2 separate regions of the Mus musculus genome follow, and region 1 is linked to region 2. The links are chromatin contacts, called in public promoter capture Hi-C maps. All regions are on one chromosome and are shown on one strand. The core of a region is the stretch at or near the end of the contact, and the rest is flanking DNA. Distances in the headings are between cores, read along the strand shown. Region 1 has its middle 37 kb from the start of Wnt4. Region 2 holds the start of Zbtb40 (zinc finger and BTB domain containing 40).

Region 1 (3,429 bases), core at 251-2,750, 270 kb before region 2:
GTTTTGCCTGCATATGTGTCTGTGCACTGCATGCGTGTAGTGTCTGGGGATGCCAGAAGAGGGCGTCAGATCACCCTGGGACTGGAGGAATGGGTAGTAGGAGTTGAACCTAGGTCCCTGAAGGTGTAGCTAGTGCTCTAAACTATGGAGCAAAGCTCCTCCTCTGCTGAGGTGGTTGTTACTTTAGGAAGGAGAGTTTAAAACAGGCTTAAGGACAGCTAGGTGGCCAAGCAGTTCTGTGGTCCTTCCACAGTCTTTATATTTTGTAGTTTATGTAATCTGCTAATTCTGTGTGTGGTGAAGAAAAAGAGGCAGTTTAGACACCTTACACAACTGTATTGCATCTGGGCCCACATCTCTGACCTTCCGTCATCAGTGTTTACCTTCAAGTTCTTGGCTCCAGGTTTGAGTAATAGGGCAACCCCAGACTCCTCAGTGCTGAGCACTGCTTTCCACATCCTTTTCCTGGACTCGCTTCATACTGTCTTGCTGCCTTTGGGTAGTGTGGACATTAGAGCCAGCTATTGACAGGATGGTCCCCGGCCACACTCTGCTCTCCATAGGAATCACTGACCCTCAGGCACACATAAGCCTTTCTTTCATGAGGTGGTGATCCTAATGAGCTGCTCTGGAGCGACTGTCTGTGGCCTGTAAAGTATGCTATTGTTAGAGACTACTTTCACTGGAGTGCACCATTGAGAACTCGAGAGACAGTAGATACTTGCCTATTAAAGATAATATACATTAGAGTCCTGTGTTGGAGGAAGACTGAAATATATGTTTAATAGGGGAGGTTTAAAATAATTGTGCAGACTAATGTGGCCAGGATGTAAAGAAAACCCTGCAGTAAGTGTGTCATGGGTCTGCATTGCGTTCTTCTTCTGAAATAGAAAGGACAGGTTTTGAAGGTAAAGGTGAATACTCCATTACCTATTAGAGTATGAATCAAAGGCATCCTATTCAGCAGCATTTCCTGTGAGCTCTAGCCCCTGGCCACTGTCTGTAGGCAGATAAGCTGAAGTGCTCATCCTAAGGAGCTGCCCTCTGGCCTGTAAAGTAGCTCTATGTATGCTTATTGTTAGACTACTTTCCCTGGAGTATTCAATCTGATACCGGGAGGCCCAATATGTTAATCTCAGCCATTCAACACCCCCACCCCCATATACCAACCAAAGGTATGAATAGTGAAAAAAGAAAGTTAGCAAGGCCATGTTGGTAAATACTGAAAAGGGGTATGTTGACTCCAAGTCCATCCTGGGGGCTTGGCGGGGCAGGGAGGTGGTAAGGGGGACGGGGGAGGCGGGGCGTGTAATGACTGAAGCTTTAAAGAAATAGGAAGAGTTGGGAGGTAGGGAGGGATGCATAATTAAGCTTTTGGTCAAGGTGTGGTCTGATTGGTCAGTGAGTCAGGTTCTGCTGGGTGATTTGGTGAAGTTAATACCTGAGGCCCTGTTCTGGTTCCCAGAGTTGATGGCCCCTGCTAGGGATGATCTCATCCTGGTGTGATCTGTTTGGCAGGCGCTGATGGTCTGCAGTCCAAAGTAACTGCTGGTTTATGACAGTGACTGAAGACTTCCAGGTGCCTTTATGGGGGTCTGGAACAGGACGCTGTAAAAGCTGACAGCGAGGCGTCTCAGTTACTCTTTGTGTCTTAAGCCTCCAAGGAGAATGAGATCGTACCGCTGGTAGGCCAGACAGACAGAGACTAGGGTGCTTCTGAGTAGAGTTCGGCAGCGTTTTGACCTGGAAACTGGGTAGGGTGAAGGTCGGCCGACCTCTGCCCTGTTTGAGTTGGGAGCGAGTGTGAAGTGAGTGCTTTTAGCAAAAGCACTTTGTAGTACCTGATGGTGCGCTTGTCTAGACTTTTATTTGGGAAGTCGGTATTATTTTCTTCTCAGTAATATTTCAGTTCACCCTGCAGAGGGAACTCAGTAGCAGATTCCAGGTGATTAATGTTAGAGATGAATATGAGTGGAAACTGTCCTCATTAAGCCAAGGTGGGCTTCTGGGAAAAGTATTGAAACAACGGCTGCTTTGTCCTGTTGTTCATGGTCTCCCCATTGAATTTTATTATTATTTAGGGCTGAGTTTTTTGTTTGCTTGCTTGCTTGCTTTTTGAGAGAGGGTTTCTCTGTGTAGCCCTGGCTGTCCTGAGACTTGCTCTGTAGACCAGGCTGGCATTGAACTCAGCTCCTTGCCTCTGTCTCTTAAAAGTTGTACACCACCACTGCCTGGTGTAGGGTTGAGTTTTAGCTGTAAGGAATTTAACAGTAGTGCCCACTTTTGTGGGTTAGTTTGACAATCAATTAGTATTTGATTATGGTAGAGTCTGAGCTCCCGTGTCTTGACTGTGGTTAGCTAGCTATAAATGAGGTATTGGGCCAGTTCTAGAGGCAGAAAATAGAGGGTTGTTAGTGAGCTCTAAGCCTAAAACTGAAAAGCTTCATTTGTGCTTTGTGGTCATGAGTTCAGAGCTTCGGAAAGGCCTGTGCTAATACCACACTGTCTAGTGCTTCAAAACGATTATAGAGAGAGATTTTAAATTTTGGTGCCAGTTTTTGACAAGAGTTTCTTAGATGGTTGAGATTAGCTCCATCTAGTGGTAAATTTAGGTTAAAACTCTGACAATTCACTCCAGATTACACTCTAATTTGGATACCAGTTCCTTACTGGGATTTTTCTTTTTCTTTTTCTTTTTTTTTTTTTGAATCAATGACAGAAAGTCATGGAGCTGACTTTATAGTACCTTGCTGCACTGGGAAAACTAGTGAATTCTTCAAGAAGTTAAGACTTAGTCTAGAAATTCCACAGACTATCAAGTTATAAAATCTATGGAACTTCTAACTTAGGGAAATTGTGCAGAGCCTTGACTGCTATACAGTCTTGGGACAGTGTTATGAATACCTTTGATACTTCGGTAGTGAGACCATAGCCCCTGCTGTGCACTATAAGTAGTTTGTAGAGTTGCATTGCAGGGGACCACACATGGTACACACAGACTGGCACCACTGGTGTGTGTGTCAGATACTTCATATTTCCTCTGGCCAGCTATTGACTCGTTTGTTCTTTCTTGAGGCAGAGCTCATGAATTGCAGGCAAGGTCTCTTGGATCCTGTGCTGACCTTGAACTTTCTATATAGCTGAGAAAGATTTCTTTCTCCTGCACGCTGTGATTATAGGGTTGGACTGCCACACTTAACGCAGTGCCGAAGATCACACTTGGGGGCTTGTACATGGTAGATGAGGAGCGCTCTACCAATTGAGCAGGAACCCCAGCCCCAGATTCAGTGTGGTTTTTTTTGTTGTTTTTTGTTTTTCTTGAGAAGAATATTACCAGTTTCACTTTCTTAGGATGAGCCTGAGATGAGGGGTGGTTATTTCTCCCTAACGCATTTCATACAAGCACATCATGTGTGCAGTATGTAGTTC
Region 2 (3,249 bases), core at 342-2,841:
TGGTGATCTGTGTGGGTAACAGTGGCCAGGTGACCGTGCACCTGGTAGGGCCCTATCAGATACTGGTTTGACTGTGGCAAGAAGGTAGTGGCCGAGTGCTGACAAACCACCGACAGGGAACATGGTGTGGCACCTTGTCAGCTTGACACAACCTAGAATCTCCTGGGAAGCGTCTCCCTAGGGGATTGTCTACATTGGTTTGGTCCCTGTGTGTGTGTGTGTGTGGGGGTATCTTGAGTAAACCAATGTCAGAATACTCAGTCCACTGTGGGTGGCCCCATTCCCCAGGCAAGGAGTCTTGAACTGTGCCTGCAATCCAACTGGGCACAAGCAAGAACATGCATGCATTCACTTCTCTCTGCTCTATGGATGTGGTGTGATTAGTGGTTTGAAGTCTTTGTCTTGCCTTGACTTCTCCAAGGTGGTGGACTAACCTGCAATTGTAAGCTGAAAAAAATCTTTCCCCCCTTGGTCCTCCTCCTTCTTCCTGGTCTTATTATGTAGCTCTGGGTGTCCTGAAACTACACACACACACACACACACACACACACACACACACACACACACACACACATCAAGGTAGCCTCACAATTCAGAGATCTGCCTGCCTCTGCCTCCAAAGCACCAGGATTAAAAGATGGGTCACTAAGCCTGACTCATTAGACTTTTTTTTGGGGGGGGAGGGGGTTCAGGATATTTTATCACAACAAAAATTAACTAGAACAGCTGCCCAGAGTGCTCTAATGACCCAGAGTGTTCTAATTATTTATCTTCAGCAGTAGCTGCAAACTGCAGTCACAGTATTAGATGACAGAAATTTGAGTGACAGCTCTGCTCCATAGGTTCGGTTTCTGTTTTAAAGGTATTGCATCAAGTCGAGCTGACAGCGACAGTGCTGGGGACGACTGAATATTGTCATTGCCCATGGAACAGCTGTAATCACATTGGGAGCTAGACATAGCAACGAGAAGCCTGGATCTCGGACAAATGGGTCTCCATGTGATGCAGGGACAGCTCTCATGACCAGTGCCAATGGGGCTCATGTTAACTGGATCCGATTCACATCCATTTGACTGCCAGGACACTGGACTCGGGGTTCATAACCAGCGTGTGGTGCTATAGGTTAAAACGTGAGAGGATAATGGCAAAAGAAACCCCGTGTACACCCATACCAAGCCCAGTCCAGAAATCAGTCTCGTTCTCGCCCTGCACATGACTGTTTGTTACAAAAGAAGGAAAGAAATCTTTGTCGTCTCTTCGCAGCAAACCTCAGAAGTGGCTAGGTAAGGGATGGATCATGCTATGGAACATGCTAAGGAAACATCTCCCAAGGTACTGTGAGGCGAAGGTCAAAGGTCAAGAGCAGACCAGGTTCCAAACTTGGAAGCCTGCCATTGGTAGAAAGCGTGCACGTGATGCAGGGACAGCCTTCTCGCGAGACCGTCCCCCAGCACGTGACTACGGCGTGCGCACATCCGGGCTACGGCCCTCGGCGTTTTCCCCGGCCCCAAGATGGCTGCCTTTTGGCGTCTCCAGCGCTGTTGAATGGAGAAAGCTTTATTGTTCCCTTCGGGCAGGAGTGTTCGTGTCCTCAATGGCGCTGTCAATAAAGAACGGCAGTTTGAATCGGTGCTGAGCAGGTAACCATAGAAACGGCGCTGGGACTCTGCGCGGAGACCCCTGTCGCGGCGGAGGCTCCCGAGACTCCCTGAGTGAGGGGCGCCCCAGGACCCCTGGGGGACGCAGGGGATGCGCGGAGCGAGCTCCGCCTGGCTCGCGTCGGTCACAGCCGCCGCCGTCCGCTGTCCTCGGGACGTGGCCCCCGGGAACAGCCCTCACTTCGGGCGCAGCCTAGGTTGTTGCGTCCCGTGGAAGGACGCGGGACACTGCCTGGCATCTGCGGCCCTCACTCCCCGGCTCCCGGGCTGTGCTGCGGACGCCCCGGCCCAGAGGGCTCCCTCCCATCTCTGCTCTCAGCTTTTGTTTATCCGCTGTAAAACAGTTGCGGGGAAATAGAAGTCGTGGGAAATAAAACTTCAGCTCCCAGCAGTGAAGTTGCACGGAGACGCAGCTATGGTCGTTTTTTGTTTTCTTTTTAACGGGTTGTCCGGCCGCTCGCCTGCCGCGGGGCGGGGGAGTGCGCGCAGTTGCCCCGGCTGCTTTTCGGCTTTGATGGAAAGGTCCATAAAGCCAGAGTCATTTCTCTCCGGCGCTTTACAGAAGTTTGCCAATCCTGGCCCGAGGCACAGTTGACACGATATGTGACTAGCTTCCATGATGCCGTCAAGCTAGTGGTCTCTCATTCCTTACAAAGCTATCACCCGCCCAGTGTGTGCAATTGGCCATCTATTTTATGTCTCTACGTAGCTTTGCAGTGTATTTTCCCTGCACAAAACGTGAAGTGTGATTAGGGTGTGCTAGCTTATAGGGCTGGCAATGTGAGGCTGTCGCTGGGAAATCCCCCTTGTATGATAGCCTAGGTCACATTACCTCAAACTGTAAGTTTTCTCCCTCTGGGAGTGCTCTTCCTTGGAATTGTATCCAAATCTTGGTGTGGGTTATAGCTGTTTAAGCAATCAATGTAGGGTTAGGGTTAGGAAGTGCAAATTTTCAGTGCTTGGCATAAATTATGCTCAATGTAGACATGGTTCTTCGGTGACAGGTTCCCATTCTGTCTTGTGCTTGTTTTGACACAGACCTCATGTAGCCCAGGCTGGCCTGGAAATAAATAAATATACGTATATGTATTTGTGTGTGTGTATATGTATACACACATATTATATATATACATATATATATATATATATATATATATATATATATATATATATATAGGCTGGCCTGGAAATAAATACATATACATATATGTATTTGTGTGTGTGTGTATATGTATATGTGTGTGTATATGTATGTATATATATGTATATATATATATATATGTATATGTATATATATATAGGCTGGCCTGGAAATAAATACATATACATATATGTATTTGTGTGTGTATATATACACATTTATGTATATATGTGTATATACACATGTATATACGTATGTGTATACATATATATGTATATGTACGTGTGTGTGTGTGTGTGTATATATATATATGTATATATATATATACACACACACATATCTCCAGTTGGTTGGTCTAGAGCTCCTGCTCCTCCAGTCTTCCTCCCAAGTGCTGAGGTTACAGGCGTGTGCCTCTTGCCAAGCTCCATCACCCAATTTTTTTTTTTTTCT

The links. Promoter capture Hi-C pulls out the DNA fragments that hold promoters and counts their contacts.
Region 1: a promoter capture Hi-C map of liver shows a contact between it and region 2. The contact joins the enhancer-like site here to the promoter of Zbtb40 in region 2. A contact is called at or near these places in 7 of 39 promoter capture datasets (3T3-L1-derived adipocytes, the C10 cell line, the HPC-7 cell line and 4 more), 2 of 115 datasets of contacts at active chromatin or transcription factors (T-cell acute lymphoblastic leukemia and stem cell-derived neural progenitor cells) and 1 of 9 other capture datasets (pancreatic islet).

What each region holds. Positions count from the first base shown.
Region 1 is chr4:137,312,857-137,316,285 of GRCm38.p6, reverse strand. No RefSeq gene overlaps it. Among named protein-coding and RNA genes, the nearest start is that of Wnt4, 37 kb to the right of the region's middle. Within about 2 kb of position 1,500, at least 25 of the 459 cell types and tissues checked have an H3K27ac peak or open chromatin away from gene starts, as enhancers often do. A contact at or near this core is called in liver, where this site is marked.
Region 2 is chr4:137,047,037-137,050,285 of GRCm38.p6, reverse strand. Zbtb40 (zinc finger and BTB domain containing 40) reads left to right here and starts at 1,591. Exons shown (of 19, transcript NM_198248.1): 1 at 1,591-1,640.